Linked DNA regions of Mus musculus: all the other regions are linked to region 2. A link is a contact called in public ChIA-PET and HiChIP or PLAC-seq data. All regions are on one chromosome and are shown on one strand. Each heading gives the region's core, a stretch centred on a gene start, on an enhancer-like site or on the middle of the called end of the contact. The rest is flanking DNA. Distances are from core to core; before and after follow the strand shown. Region 1 holds the start of Als2cl (ALS2 C-terminal like). Region 2 holds the start of Elp6 (elongator acetyltransferase complex subunit 6). Region 3 holds the start of Lrrc2 (leucine rich repeat containing 2).

Region 1 (2,700 bases), core at 50-2,549, 570 kb before region 2:
GAGTCTGATATAGAAGTCTCCCAGCTAGGAGCTAGAAGCGGTGTCGTGAGTAAAAGGCCAGACACGAGTGTTTGAGAGTATGAGCCAGCAAGAATATTCTCTCTAGCCCTGGGCCCAGCACCCATCCCATAGCCCTCTGGTCAACAACACGGCTTCCTCATACTCTCCCTCCTGCCAACTCTGGGGTCCTGAGTGGCAGGCTGTGCAAACGGTGAATTTGAGGCATGGAAAGTCCAGGAGGGTGTAGAGATACTATCTGTAGATCAGGTGCAGAGCTCAGACCCAGGCCCCTCACTCCCAGCCCTAACAGGCTCACGAGAACTAAGTGGCTCAGAGGTGCTGGGTGACTCACTGAGGTACACCCAGCATTCCTAGTAGGGCCCAGCCTCCCTTCTCACCCCGGGTAGACTTGGTTCAAAAGCTGCAGGGTGAGGCCAAAAAAGTTAAGCTGGGTGCACAGGTGACTCAGCTATTGTCCTTGTGGCCATCTAAACAGTAGCTAGACCTTTCCCTTGCATTCTTGGCCTCTGTCCACACCAGATCGCTCCCAAGCAGGGTCACTGGGGCCTTCCCTGCCCTCACCCAGTTCTGGCCCCTCAGGCCCCTTAAGCCGCACCCTAGCATGGCACTCACTCTGGTATTTCCTGATCTGGAGTGGCATGGACCTTATTTCTGCTTTTCCTGGACTATGCTAGAGGCCCATTAATCAACCTACATGCCCGGTGGGCAGTGGAGAAAGTGCTCCAGGCAAGTGCACAAAACTGTCACACGGGCCCTCCAGTCTTCAGCCCCTTCTCTGCCTCTCTTGCCCTACATGCCTCCCAGTCTCCGCATTAGCTTTTCCCGACTGCATTAGTCAGTTCCAAACTACTCTGCTCCAACATTCGGACATCCGTCTAGGCTCCTCCCAGGCAGGCAACACCACCTTTTCGGCTTCTCTGTCAGCCCTTCCGCCCTGACCAGCCAGGTCACCTGCTCCTGGCAGCCTCTCTCCCTCTGGGTGATAAACTCGCACCTGGGTTCTGGCCTGGACGCAGGGCACGGTGCTCGCGCTCCGCACTGCTGCTAGGGGTTGGACCCCGCGCTGCGTTTAAACCGGAGCCGGGCGGCCACGGGACCGGGAGGAGGAAGCTGAGACCGAAGATGGAGGGCTCGTGACCATGGCAGCGGGAGGAGGAGAGAGCCCCCACCCGCAGCTGAGCTCGTGGGGCAGCGGACCCCGCCCACCGACGCGCGCTCTTACCTGCGCTTTGCGCCGCGGTGCCCCGAGTGGCCGCGCAGCTCCGCGCCGGGCCGCCCTTCCTCTCCGCGCCCCGCCCCGAGGTGTTGTTCGCGCGGGGGCGTCTCCGAGGAGGCGGGGCTCGGCCTCGGAATGTCCCCAAGCCAACAACTCTCTCCCAGAGCCTCTCCCGCCAGACTGCGAAAGCTCCCCTTCGGTCGGTCCGCGAGCTCCCCAGGATCGCACCCTGGCTGTCTTTCGCCTTTTACCTCCCTCTCCAGATCCGAGGACGGCAGGCAGTGCCTGGGGCCACCCCGATTTCCTTACCCACCAACTCTGCCCAGGCTGTAGCTCTGAAATCTTGCCGACCCCCTTTGGGTCACTGGGCACCCCCCCCCCCTCACCCTCACACACCCGCGAAGGAGCCCTGGGTAGATTCGGGAAACTTGTTGCTTAGAGCAGTTGGCCATGATGATCCGAAGACCCTGAACTGGGCATGCTTTGGTAGCAGCTACTGCTGTGTGTAACCTTGAAGGAGGCCCCCTGCATTCATTCCGGGTACAGCCTGAAGCTGGCCAGTTTCCTGTGCCAAAGCCTTCGACCTTGGAAAGAGCAGCGCAGTTCCAAACCAAAGTCTTGGAAGGAGGAGGGACCATGGTTCAAACCTGTAACAAAGAGGCCTGCTGTCCAGCTGCCGGGCTCCCTTTTGGCCAGCAAGCAAGTCACCCCTCCACCTGCAGTGGCACCCGGCCTCTAGGAGCTGCTGACTAGCCTGGCTGAGTTGCTTCTAAGCCTTCCAAGCCTGAGTACAGAGAGAAGCCTGGGGAGGAGACAGCTGTGAAAGAGCAAGGATAGTCCACCTGCCCCCTACCCAAGTTTTGGACAGCCTCCATGCATTCTGCCAGAGAGAAAAGAGACTTCTAAGAGTTTCTCAGAAGGGGCCTGCCAACTTCAGCATCCCTGGCTCCCTTGGGGTGCTTTCTGGTGAGCATTTAAGTTCTGCCAATCTGCCCTACAGTGGCAGGCTCCAAGTTTGTTGCCCAAGAACCCTACCGCGGTTGCTGCTCTTGTTCACTTCCCTGCTCCAATCTTGGTCTCTCCATCGTCAAGAACCCTCCCGAGCCTCTTCTTCCCTCTCCACTCGGCCAAAACATCTCCTTCCTTCCAGCCTTTTCTTTCTTTCTTGTAAATACTTTTTTAAAAGATAAATGTATTACAGGTTCTTTTTTTTTTTTTTCATGTATGATGTGTATGTATATCCATGCAGGAGTGTGTGAGTGTGTGAGTGTGTGTGTGTGTGTGTGTGTGTGTGATGTTTGGCTGTGTCTCCTCTGGTGCTTTTTTTTTTTTTTGAGACAGCCTCTCATAGGCCTTCACCTAACCACATAGACTAGACTGAGTGCCCAGTGAGTACCTGACTGTCCCTGCCTCCCTGTAATGGGATTACAATTGTCTGCCACCACACCTTGCTTTTTCACATG
Region 2 (2,700 bases), core at 183-2,682:
CTTTAGTGCTGGGATGACAGGTGTCCTCTTGCCTACCTGGCTTTGACGTGGGTTCTTGGAACCCAAATTCCACTTCTATACTTGGTGCCAAGCCCTATATCCACTGTTCTATCCCCTGGCCCAATTCTTGACAAGGCCTCTGATGACAAAGATCTCCCAGTGACTGTGGTTCAGACGGGACTCTTATCACAGCAATCGCTGGAAAGCCCTATGAAGATGGTCTCTGCATTGCCTAACTACCTGCTGTAGTTCTGTAAGTAACAGACAACATTGGGACCAAGGGCTGTCACACACCACCTCAATGCTGTACCAACCTAGGGAAAACCTGTCCAATGCCTCTGGGTTTCAGCTGTGTCCCTCTCCTCCCTCCCCCCAATATAAAATGCCAAATCACACTGCCTGGCCTTGAAACACATTTCCCACCCAAAGTGGTCACTTCCTGCTGTCACTCTGGACCTGGGAAATGCCCTAGCAACTAGAAAAGTAGTCAGAACTGGAGGTCTGAACAGTCAAGAACTGTTAGGCAAATAAAACCCAGAAGGATCGCAGGGCAGTGGTGGCACACGCCTTTGATCCCAGCACTTGGGAGGCAGAGACAGGCAGATTTCTTGAGTTCAAGGCCTAGCCTGGTCTACAGAGTGAGTTCCAGGACAGCCAGAGCTACACAGAGAAACCCTGTCTCAAAAAACAAAAAAAACAAATAAGCAACCAAACAACCAAAATCCACAAGATCTATTTAAAGCTTTCCATATGTGGTGTGTTTGCTGCAAATTACAGAATAAAACAGATATACTCCTGGGAGAGGTAACCCCTAAGTGAAAATGTGAAAGACATTTCGAGGTTCCATGGAGAGTGAGGAGGTTGGGAAAAACAGAGGGGATGGAATATGCTGAGGCCTTTTTGCAACCAGATATCATCAGAACTAGGAAGAGTGCAAGCAGTGTTCCGTGCAACCTGTAAAATGTTCCATGGTGGAAGGAGATTCAGGACAGATAAAAGGATCTCCTCTAGGGCCTGCTCTGCAACCATCTTTGGGCGCCAGTGTGGCACGGAGCACATGGTCCTGGGGCTGGAAGCGAACACGCAAGATAGTCCAGAAACCCATCTTCCAAAGGCCCAGGAATGCGACTGCAGCCTCGGCGAGCCCTCTCCAGACTACAACTCCCAGATGCCCTCGGTTTACGGCAGACGCGCCTACTCCACCGCGCAGCGTCCCGGATGCAATCCTGCACGCTCCCGGGACCTGCCCTCTTCCGGTCCGCACGACATCTTACCTGCTCGGTCTTGTCTGGGGTGGTGCTGAGAAGGTTGTTGAGTTCCGGAAACATCGTGAACTGGGATAAAAATTATGGTTCTACAGAAAGAATGAAGGTCCAAGAACAGCACCCACAAGACCGTGCTCGCGAGCGCGAGAAAGCGCGCATGCGTGATCTCGCTGCCGGACTCGAGTCAGCCAATCAGGCTTGGGGTTGTGATGCTGCTGCTGCTGCTGCGCAAGCGCGTGAGCACGTATGCTCGTAAAGCTGAGCCTTAGAGCGATCTCTCATTCGGGCAATGGACCATTGTGCTGCTCTCAGTAGGTGCGGGTCCACACAGTGCTGGTGCTCCCTCACGATTTAGCACGAGCAGGCGAGCTTTCTCTTTCCGTTGCTCCCCCTCCCTCCGCACCTCCGGGTCTTAGTTGCTCCACGTCTTCCTAGTGTATTGCTCACAAACTTGGGCTAGATACATGGAACACATAGAGAAATGTTTGCAGGATCTTCGCAAAAAGAGAGAACAAACCTTACTAGCACAGAATTACATCCTGAAGAGCTTTTTGTATAAAGCAGAAGCCAGGAGGCCAAAGAGATGGCTCAGGGAATAAACGCTCTTCTTCCTCCCTCTGAAGACCACCCACATTGGGTTGCTCTACTTGTAACTCCAGCTCCAGGGGACCCGACGCCCTCTTCTGGGCTCTGCAGCACATGCACACACAATATACACAAAAAAATTTAAGGGGACTCAGAAGATTTTAGAGGACCCTAATTTGATTCTCATTATCCACTTGGCAACTTATAACCCTCTGTAACTACAGTCCCAGGGAATCTGATAGCCTCTTCTGGCCTCCAAGGGTACCAAGCATAGAAGTGGTGCACCTATACATACCATCAAAACGTATGCATAGTTTTATTTTAAATAAGCAAGGCCCTCCTCGGCCTTCTGCTAAAACAATAAAAGAACAAAAAAGAAAAGTCAGAGGGATACAGGTCAGTTGAAGAGTTCTTTCCTAGCATCAAAAACAACATAAAAAGCATGCTGCCAACATCTGTGATCTCAGCTGTCAGGAGGCTTAGGCAGGAGGGTTGCCAGCAAGTCTGAGCTTTGTGAAACTACCTCTAAAAAATAAAAATAATGGAACTGGGCGTTATGGGGCACACCTTTAATCCTAGTGTTCAGGAGGCAGAGGCAGGCAGATCTCTGGCAGTATGAGGCCATCCTGGTCTACAAAGTGAATCCAGGCTAGCCAGGCGAACACAGAAACCCCATCTCGAAAAAACAAGCAAGCAAACAAACAAAAAAGAGGAGGAGGAGGAAGAAGAGGAAGAAAGAAATATAAGCTAGTGGTGGTGGCACATACCTTTAATTTCAGCACTTAAGAAACAGAAGCAGGGCTGGTGAGATGGCTCAGTGGGTAAGAGCACCCGACTGCTCTTCTGAAGG
Region 3 (2,706 bases), core at 117-2,616, 650 kb before region 2:
AGACACAGTCTCAAAATTCAAACAAAAGTCCCATGAAAGCTGAGTGTGTGGTCTCACACCCTTTACTCTTAGCACTGCCTGATGTGCAGGATGCCCTGGATTCAATCCCTAACATTGCAACAATAATACTATTTTGAGAATACACTTACACTAAAAATAATAATTTGTCATTAATCTGAAATTTACATCATACTGAGTAGCCTATGTTTCATCTGCCAAACTTTACACCAAGCTGCCAGGTTCTGGCTCAACTACAGAGCCTGATAGCTATATCTTTAATAAGCTTTACCGGATGCCAACAGTGCTGGCTCATGACCACGTGGTAAGAAGCAGGAATTAGCATAGTCTGGCACAGAGGTAGCCAGGACAGCTCCTCACTGACACAACCCGACCAAGCACCTCAGGTCCTAACTCCAGGGCAGGGTCCTAGGGTCGGTGTTTCCACATGTTTTGAGACTGCCTTTGATGCTCAGTCGAAGGTATTTTAAAATACAAAATGTGTTCACGTTTATGTAAGGAATTGGTGCTGCACTAAACTCACTTGTACAGATTGCCACATCACTGGGTGGCATATCCAAAAAGACCTTCCATGTGGAGGGAGGGCAAGCAGGGCACACCTGTGATCCTAGCTCTCAGGTGGTAATGGCAGAAGAGTCAGAGGTTCAAGGCTATCCTAAATGCTATATAAGACCCTGTCAACACACGCGCGCGCGCGCGCGCGCACACACACACACACACACACACACACACACACACACACACACACACATTTTGCAGTTTCCAAGCTTCCAGGATGTACCAGGTAGGCCTGTGCCCTGTGGTATTCACTTCCCCAAGTGTCCTCAAAACCACAAACTGCTCAAAATATACACTGATAACACAGCTTCCGCATGACGAGCTGGAATCCAAGAGAGTAATACCTTTTAAGGCAATGTTTCTCAACCTGTGGGTCGTAACCCCCAAAGGGATAGTGCAATCCTTTCACAGGGATCATCTAAGACCATTCGAAAACACAGATATTTGTGTTACAATTCATAACTGTAGCAAAATTACAGATATGAGGTAGCAACAAAATAACTGTATGGCTGGGGGTCACCACAGCATGAGGGTTGTAGCATTAGGAAGGTTGAGAACTACTGTGTTTAGCATCCGGCTCGGCTCACAGTCTCTGATGAAACATCATCCACACACAGAAGTTCTACGTCTCTGCGAGGATACACCCACCCTTACCTACCTCCCTTCCAAAGGGGTTCCACCCACAAGCACATCCAGATAACCCTGCTCTACTCAGGTCATCCGAGACTGCGGCTCTTACTGGAACATGAGTCACATGAACGCCCAGCAAAGCTTTCTTCCAGGAAAATCCCTGATGTCCCTCACCTGACCTCCCTCCCTTCACGATGTATGTAGAGAAGAATGAATGTTATAAACACCGCCTTCCATCTCCATGGACATTACTAAATGGTTCTCGCTGGTGGGAGAGCAAGCGGCAAGGGCTCCTGGCTTGTGGCCTCACATCTGCAGGCTAAAACTCCGGCCAACCTGGGCTACTGATGGTCCTCACGGTGTGCAAATGTGCTACGCAGCAGCCCCAGCTACGGAGCACTGGAGGGTTCATCTTCACTGTGAATTTGACTGGATTTAGAATCCCCTAAGGAAGGCTCTGCTGGGGTATCTGTGAGGGTGTTTAACTGAGTAGAAAAGCCCTATTCTGACTGTGAGTGGCAGTGGCAACATCCCGGACACTAAGTCACTAGGAATACTAGCCTTCTCTCTAGTTCCTGACTGTGCACACAACATGACTAACCACAAAGTTCACTAAGGGCCAGTCAGATGACTCGGAGGCCAGAGGCACCAGGTGGAATATGACTACTGGGACCCACATGATGGAAGGAGAAGAGCGACTCTCTCAAGCTGTCTCCTGACCTCACACATTCACTGTGGCACACACACAGGTCCTCACACGTACACGCATGTACACAAAGTAAATACTCAAGTCAGCCAAATATAATAAAAATGTTAATAAAAGTGGCCAATATACTAAGCTGACCTGAGATCAACTGTCATAAAATATCTGCATCAAAAACTTAATTTTAGCAGCTGGAGAGATGGCTTGGTGGTTAAGAGGATTGGCTGCTCTTCCAGAGGACCCGGGTTCAATTCCCAGCACCCACATGGCAGTTTTCAACTGTTTGTAACCCCAGTTCCAGAGAATCTAATACCCTCATGCCTCACAAAATAACACTAAATTTTAAAAACTTAATATTTTAAAAAGGTAACCACATCTCACTATTAATTCACTGGTTTACTGATATATTAGGGACATATTGGGTTAAACAAAATATAATATTAATGTTAATTTTCCCTTAATGTTTCTCTGTGCTATGTTGGATGACTTCTAGAAAATTTAAACTTATATATACATAAGGCCAGTCAGTGTGATCCTCAACAATGACATAAAGCCAGGCATGGTCTTGCTTCTATAACCGCAGCTCTAAGGGAGCAGAGGCAGAGATCCCTGAAGCTTCTCGCTCCTCTTGGCCCAGCGAATCAGTGAACTCCAGGTTAGGTAGGAGGCCCAGTCTCAAAACACAAGGTGGGGTTGGAAAGCTGAAGAGCTGGCTCAGCAGTTTAGAAGACTTGTTGCTTTTGCAGAGGACCTGGGTTTGATTTCCAGCACTTATGCAGGTTTTTAACCACCTGCAA

What was found. ChIA-PET counts read pairs in DNA pulled down with a chosen protein or histone mark. HiChIP or PLAC-seq counts read pairs in DNA pulled down with a chosen protein or histone mark.
Region 1: a contact with region 2 is called in an RNA polymerase II ChIA-PET map of memory CD8 T cells, with 5 read pairs. The contact joins the promoter of Als2cl here to the promoter of Elp6 in region 2. A contact is called at or near these places in 1 of 484 Hi-C or Micro-C datasets (embryonic stem cells), 2 of 115 datasets of contacts at active chromatin or transcription factors (memory CD8 T cells and pancreatic cancer cells) and 1 of 9 other capture datasets (macrophages).
Region 3: an H3K4me3 HiChIP or PLAC-seq map of bone marrow-derived macrophages shows a contact between it and region 2, with 3 times the contacts expected there. The contact joins the promoter of Lrrc2 here to the promoter of Elp6 in region 2. A contact is called at or near these places in 5 of 39 promoter capture datasets (cranial neural crest, frontonasal cranial neural crest, liver and 2 more), 3 of 115 datasets of contacts at active chromatin or transcription factors (bone marrow-derived macrophages, embryonic stem cells and pancreatic cancer cells) and 1 of 9 other capture datasets (liver).

What each region holds. Positions count from the first base shown.
Region 1 is chr9:110,878,773-110,881,472 of GRCm38.p6, reverse strand. Als2cl (ALS2 C-terminal like) reads right to left here and starts at 1,299. Exons shown (of 27, transcript NM_001146059.1): 1 at 1,244-1,299. Tmie (transmembrane inner ear) reads left to right here and starts at 1,400. Exons shown (of 6, transcript NM_146260.3): 1 at 1,400-2,203.
Region 2 is chr9:110,303,924-110,306,623 of GRCm38.p6, reverse strand. It overlaps Elp6 (elongator acetyltransferase complex subunit 6), which reads right to left and starts at 1,432. Exons shown (of 7, transcript NM_001081381.1): 1 at 1,275-1,432. The coding sequence starts at 1,328.
Region 3 is chr9:110,950,205-110,952,910 of GRCm38.p6, reverse strand. It overlaps Lrrc2 (leucine rich repeat containing 2), which reads right to left and starts at 1,366. Exons shown (of 9, transcript NM_028838.2): 1 at 1,235-1,366.